Linked DNA regions of Gossypium hirsutum: region 2 is linked to region 1. A link is a contact called in public Hi-C data. All regions are on one chromosome and are shown on one strand. The core of a region is the stretch at or near the end of the contact, and the rest is flanking DNA. Distances in the headings are between cores, read along the strand shown.

What was found. Hi-C and Micro-C count contacts between places; a contact is called where the count stands out from the background.
Region 2: a contact with region 1 is called in a Hi-C map of leaf, with 1.8 times the contacts expected there. The contact joins the promoter of LOC107911970 here to the promoter of LOC107911956 in region 1. A contact is called at or near these places in 2 of 34 Hi-C or Micro-C datasets (both in leaf).

The regions. Positions count from the first base shown.
Region 1 is chrD11:7,839,230-7,842,864 of Gossypium_hirsutum_v2.1, reverse strand. It overlaps LOC107911956 (shaggy-related protein kinase theta), which reads right to left and starts at 1,912. Exons shown (of 13, transcript XM_041105860.1): 1 at 1,417-1,912. The coding sequence starts at 1,479.
Region 2 is chrD11:7,982,366-7,986,000 of Gossypium_hirsutum_v2.1, reverse strand. LOC107911970 (remorin) reads left to right here and starts at 1,696. Exons shown (of 5, transcript XM_016839993.2): 1 at 1,696-2,054; 2 at 3,572-3,622. The coding sequence starts at 1,898.

The DNA of each region.
Region 1 (3,635 bases), core at 663-3,162:
ATAAAAATCAATCATAAAACCAAAAATAAAGAAAACAAGCATCCTCATAGTAATAGAGAACATTCATATTGCTATCTTTGTATACTTGTCTCATTGTAGATCTCATATGTTATCTTTTCATCAGAACGGAATTTTATATATACAGAAGGTAGTGACTTTGAATGATGAAGTAACAGTTTAAAGTGCATAAATATTACATAAAGAGAAACAGGCAAGTAGCTCATATGTTTACAAGATGCAGATTAACATTCAGTTCTCCTCCTCCTTTAAACAACTCTTGTCACTTGTATAAGATCTTGTGGCTCATTTGGTTATCTAAAGGGAAACCCAGATTAAGCTCAACAGTTCAAGGAGGATAGACAGACTTAAAAAACCCAGTCTGAAACTTAATGGTCAAATCTCAAATTAAGTGGAATCCATCTTTTCTATTGTAGTTTGCTTTACTACTCTGCAGTAGGTGTAAAGGCAATAGAAAGAAACGATGTAGAGGCTCAAATGTAATTTTCTAAGTTCCTTTCCATTCTAGACTTCAGTCCATGATCACATATTGAAGTTAACATCACAAGGACCCAACCATTTAGGTAAGTAACATGTCTGCAGCATTTTACCTCTATAATAAAGCCCCTACCAAGAAAAAAGAAAGTTCGTTTAAGACATTTCCCATTCTCAGGAAAAACCAAAATTGGTGATTTGACCCATCACCAACCTAAAAGCAAAGCTCTACAGAAGATGCAACCATTGCAGCCTGACTTTCCATAAACCACCATGGTAAACATATAATCTAAAACTAAAGGTTGGCTTATGACAATTACACGCATAAAAGCATAAGCATGACCTTATGCTATTGATATCAAGATATCAAGATATCCTAAATCAGAAAATCAAAGAAGAGATCCACCAACGTTGATCAATAAATGAATAGAACACAATCAAAGTCGATACAAATATGCAAGACAATTCAAAAAGCACGGCAATAAAACCTTTTCAGAAACAAAAGCAATGAAGCAAAAAGCAAAAGACTTAAGCTACCAATGCCATTCCTCTCGTCCTCGTTTCAACCTTCAAAAACTATTATATTTATAAAAACAAAAAAACAAAGAACAAAAAGAGAATAATAGTTAAACAACCAGCTATAAGACAAAAATAATTACGCAACCAGAACAAAAGAAATCACATATATAGCATTAAACAAATAATAATCCAGCTAAATCTAGATATAATCATAACAAAAATATATATTTTCTCCATTTATCAACGAATGAAGAAAATTGAATAACAAACAAAAAATCAATATTTTCGGTGAGCAAAACTTATAAAAGAAATCCAAAAATCCATTCCGTTTTTCTAGCATTTCTATAAACATTACAAAAAGAGAGATTAGCGTCAAATAAATCCATGAAAAAAAACAGAACTTACGGGATCGGAAGAACTAGAAGAACGACCGGAAGCAATGCTCTTGAGACGACGCATCACATTCATGATTTTAGACCGTAACTTCTTGAAGCTAAAACAACGATTTTGGCCTTCACAACAGATACGAGAAGAGAAGAGAGAAAACCTGCTTTCTCTCTTCTTCTTCTCCGTCTTCGATCCTATAACCAGAATTACAGATGGTGGCAAAACCAACCCAAAAGGAAATAAAATATAACAAATTAACGTAATCAACAAAAATTATAACTTCACTACATTTATTTTAAAACATTTTAAATAAACATAAATGTTTTTTTTTAATTTTCTCAAGTTCTCTTTTCCTTTTTCTTTCTTTTCTCTTTGAATATCTAACAAAACTCAATTTAAAATTTATATTTTTTTTAAAAAAAAACTAAGGAAAGGGAAACATTCTGTCTATAGAAATTTTTTTGTTCCATAAAACCCACCAAATGTCTTTCCTGGTTTGATTTTTCGTTGGTCAAAGCTGGACCAAAAGCCAATCATACAAGCCTAATCTATTGCTAACTTCAGTCAAACGGGAAATATGATCCGTCGATTCCTCACAAAGAGAGATCCAACGATCGGGTACAATAAGGACTTTTAGGTAATTACAGCTCTCCTTTATGTAAGGGAGGTTCTTGAGACAGATTTTTCATTTTCCCCTTGACGGGATATTCGGGGGAACTTTGACCAATCTTTGACGCATCTTTTGGCGGTTAAATTTTATATTAATTTCCTGCTAATTCAGAAATTAATAGACTCTAATATGTAGTTTTAATTTCCTTTTTATATTATTATTGTTGTTATTGTGGGTTTAGGTCAGTCTATGTGTGGACTTGTTTTTTCTTATAATATAATAACATTACGCGTGATTATTTTTTAATTGAAATTTGAATGTGCCTGTAAAAAGCCAACAACAACAAAAAAAAACCTACGCTTAAATTAGGCAGTTTTCTAGGCTTCACCATTACTATAAGCTATACATGTTTTTTTTTCTAAATTATGCAAAAAAAAATTGTATAAATAATATAAAAATTCAAAGACGAGAGTTGAAGTTGAAAACTCAAATTATATTTTTTATTACATTCAAATATTTGACCGCTTTGAACTCAATTTTGAATCTAGCAAATGAGTTTCGTTCCTACGCATAAAGATGATAAATCATGATGTTTTATAAGTATAAAGTGATGTACCAAGAAAATAATTATAATGTATGATTATAAAGTAATGTACCAAAATGATTATAAAGTGCGACCAAAAAGTACAAATTTATGTAATTATAAATAGGGGAAGGCTCGCTATGCACAGAAGCTGTAAGGAAGGCACGATGCAATTGTTGGCCCATCAGAAACTCAGTCCAATGGTTGCGCCATCTTAAAAATTATGGACCAGAAGCCCCTAAGAATATGAAAAACACCACCTTTTCCAAAGTTTAGCAATATCGGGTTTTAAAATCTAGGCTTAAAATTATATTAAAATGTTATTTGATAAACTAAAAAAATTTAAATAAGTATATAATTTTGTAAATACGGGAAAATATACAATTATATTGTTTCATAAAAATAATTTTTAGAAGGATAATACTAAATTTTAATTTTAGAAAAATAATTATTTCATAATTTTAATTTTATTAATATAATATTTTACATTATTATAGATAGTTTTAGATAAAATTAAATATAATATTTTAAATATTTCATTTTTAACAAAAGTAAAAACATTATTTGTTTTTAATATAGTTATAAAATCAATTGAACCAACTACCTATTATTTCACACATTTTTTTGGAAAACTTTGAATTAACTGAAATAAAAAAATCAATAATTTATTAAACATAAATTCAATACAAGCTACAAGGTAAGTAGGCAAGATATTTGAAAAAATGTTTGAAAGCCATACTATCTTCTTCTTTTTTACGATTATCAAGAGAAAGTAAAATATCTCTTACTTAAACGTGTTTGATTTTTGTTTTGCCCTGAATGGGAATGAAATTTAATATTCTCTTTTAGGGTTGAATTTTGGAGAAGGGAATGTGTAAACCCTGTAGGCAGTTTAGTGGCTTTTTTCCTTCATTTGTGGGGTTAATTTTGTTCCTAAATTATGTGTCCAGTAGCAGACAAGGGTGGTGCAGCTTTCTGACCACGATATCATTGCATGAAGACGAGCCACAATCATGTCACCTCAAAACGTCCAAATTTCACATT
Region 2 (3,635 bases), core at 447-2,946, 140 kb before region 1:
CTCAGGTAAGCTTTTTTTTTTGCCCGGGCCTGGCCAATCCAAATTTGCAAAAAAATAAATCTGTTGTTTTGCTATTATTTCGCTATTTGTTACTGTTTTATTGTTATTGTTTGGATATTGTATAATGCGTGTTTTATTGTTAATTTTGCTATTATTTTAGAGGTATTTACATGCTAAGTTACATATATCTTAGTGTTATTTAAATAGAAATATTTTTTATTTATTTTCAATTTGTTGGGAAATATTTATTTTAATGTTTTTAGTGTATCTAATGTATTATATTTTTTCAATTTGTTTTTATATAAAAATAATATTATAAAAAATTGTAATACAAACGGGCCGAGCCAAGCTTAGCAAAATTTTAGGCCCATTTATTCGGGCCAGGCCTGAGCTTAGAAAACGGGCTTAAAATTCTATTGAACCCGATCCAGTCCATGATCGCCTCTAGACTAGAGCTGTCCATGGGTCAGGTCGAGTCCAACCAAAAGTTTAGACCCGTTTGTTAAGCCCGGCTCGAAAAATGACATAAAATTTTGCCTAAGCCTGATCCGGATAAAAATGCTAAAGACTGGCCCACCCGTATTAATTTTTTTATATAATTTTTTAAAAATATATATAATACATCAAAAATACTAAAAACATTAAAATAAATATCTCGCAACAAATTTAAAATAAATTAAAAAATATATATAACACTAAGATAGGTGCAGCTTAATAAGCAAATGCTCCTAAAATAGTAACAAAATCAACAATAAAACAAGAGTTATATAATATTCAAACAATAACAACAAAATAGTAGCAACATAATAGTAAAACAGTAACAAAATAGTGAAAAAAATAAAAAAAAATAGCACCAAAACAATAAAAACAGCAACAAAAACAACAAGTTTTTTTTTACATATTCGGGCCAGGCTCAAGTTAAAAAAGTCTTACCCAAGGCTGGCCCGTTTCCTAAATAGATTTTATATTTATGCCCAAGCCCATTTTTCAAGCGTATATTTTTTCTAAATCCTCTCACTTTTCGAACAGATCCAGTCCGACCCATAGACAGGTAATCTAGACGGTATTATATTCCAATATTTTAGTATGAATTTACGGGCAGGCAGTCTAATGGGCTCTGATTAAGAAGAGATGTGAAACATGGTTTGTAATAGTAGGAAATTTGAGAATTTAGAAAAGCCTGTTAGGAAGAAGGTGCCTTACATATAACAAGCCCATTGGATCACAATCCGGATATATACATTAGGCTGACGGACCAGGCCCATCCTTGTATTAAATTGAAGCATCCCCCCCCCCATTATGTTGATTAAAAAGCTTGCAATGTCTAAAGTCCATGCCTTTAATTAAAAGTTTAGTAGTTTATAATCAAAAGGCAATTCGGCCACTCCAATCACCAACAGCGGTGTACCAAATCATTCACACAAATAACTGAAATGAAATCCCTATTTGTATGCTCAGCTTACTTGGCCACCAGCCTAGACCTACGCTCTTCTTATTTGTCATTTCCCATTTCCTTTGCTTTTTCCCCAGTTTTACTTTCACATCAATTAGTCAAAGCAATGATCATGTGTTTTAACTACTCTACGTCGTCGTTTCCTACTAGCCGATATACGTCGCACACATTTTAACCGTTTTACCTGTCGGCATGAAAGATTCCACATCATACTCTCAACCGTCTAGTTTAAACGATGGGAACCGTTGGATCAAACGATAATAAAATAATATCCAAAATCAACAGTGTTTACGCGTGAACGTAGCGTAGGATATCAAAATCCAGAGTGGATTTATTATGAGTGTCTGGCTATATAATTTGATTTCAGCAAAACCTTGAGTATCACTTCATTCCTAACGAAATTATCGAGTATTTTTTTCACAAACCCATAAAATTGTCTAAGTTATGGCGGAGGAAGTGAAGAAGCAGGCTGAAGCTGAAACGACGGCGGCTCCACCGCCGGCAGTGGAGGTTCCAAAAGCTGAATCTGAGGAAAAAACTGTATCTCCACCGCCAGCAGAGGAGAAACCTGAAGAGTCCAAAGCTCTTGTTGTAGTTGAGAGTAAGCTTGGCTGTTACCTCATTTCGCGCTTGTTTTACATATATAGTCTCAACTTTCAACATGAAAATCATGAAAATTTATATGCTTTCTTTTAAGCATTTACTGGAAATTAACACTAGTCTGAGAATTTTCTTTTTTTTTTCGATTAATCATTTTGTTCAGATTTTTTTCCTCATTCCAGATGGATTTATCTCTCTTTTTTGTTCTTCGGTGAAGTAATTTTTCATTTATGGTTTGCTGAAATTCTCTTTCAAATTTGTATAAGAAAATATTGATAGTTTCATATAATCAAAACTTCGATTTCGAGTTTCCATCCTTTTTTTTCAGTTAAAATTCATATAAAGCTGGTTTCTAGAATCTCTTAAATCAACTGATCTAAGGAAAACAGAGCTCAAGACAATTAGTATAAAACTTTACCTTTAATTGCTGTTTTAGTGCTATGTTCTTTTAGAATACGATCAAATTTAACACAAAAGTGGGAAAATAAATAAAACGAACAGTTAAATTTCCTTTTCCAGATTTCTCTGTGCGAGTTTTCTCTGTCTTTCTTTTGTTTACCCTTTATTGAATGAACACTGAATAGTTACTTGATCGCTTTGTTGGACTGAGTAGAGTTTCAACTCCGAACCCTATTGAGAAAGACTAAACTTTTTGAATGAAACAATTGAACTCTCTTTAAAAATGACCATTTGTATATGCTGATGTATTTTAATTTCTTTTTCGTATCTGAAAATATATGTTAAACACGAAAACTTGCAGGAAAATAAAGAGTTAAAGTAAACTGTACTGGTTTTCCATGGGACCTTTTTCCTTTTTTTTTCCTTTCTGAGCCATACCATTCCTTTACTTTTCTCTGTTTATCAAATTTGAAACATATCTTTACTCTGATGTGATGATACGTTTTATATTGTGAAGAATATTATCCGATTTAACACTGAAGATTCTACAAGAATATGGTTAGGTTGGCAAGTTGCTATTGGTGATTTCTTTTTTTCGAAGGTGCTATTGTCGATTACCTTAACACTATTTGTAGATATTGCCCATCAATTATTGTCGTGGGCATCTAATAATATGATTATGGACCCCTTTTTTTTTCATTATTTTTAGGTGAAAGATTAAAGTTGCTTTGACAACAGGACTTGTACTGTTGCTATATCTTGTCTTATTAACTAGCTTTTAAGATTGAAAAAGAAGCTTCAATTTAGGGTATATCTTTTTTTATGAAGAATTAGTGTCATATTCTTCTGTATTGATAGAAATTCCAGGTAATCCTCAATTCGGTGCTAGTTTTTGTGCAACTCTTACTACACCTGAATCTTATCAATGTACTTAAAGAACCGATTTGCGTAATTTTATTTGTTTATGTAGTAAGTTAGATTGATCCAGACATACTATGAATTGAAGTGATTAGTCTTTTGTAATAACTTTAATATTTTACATGGGCTAATGACGTTTGTCATCATTAGTCATTGCTCAAAATTATTCTGGTGGTTTTAACATTATTTTCATTTTGACAGAGGCTCCAGAGCCTGAACCAAAGAAAATCTCAGGAGGATCACATGATAGAGGTAAGTATGAAGT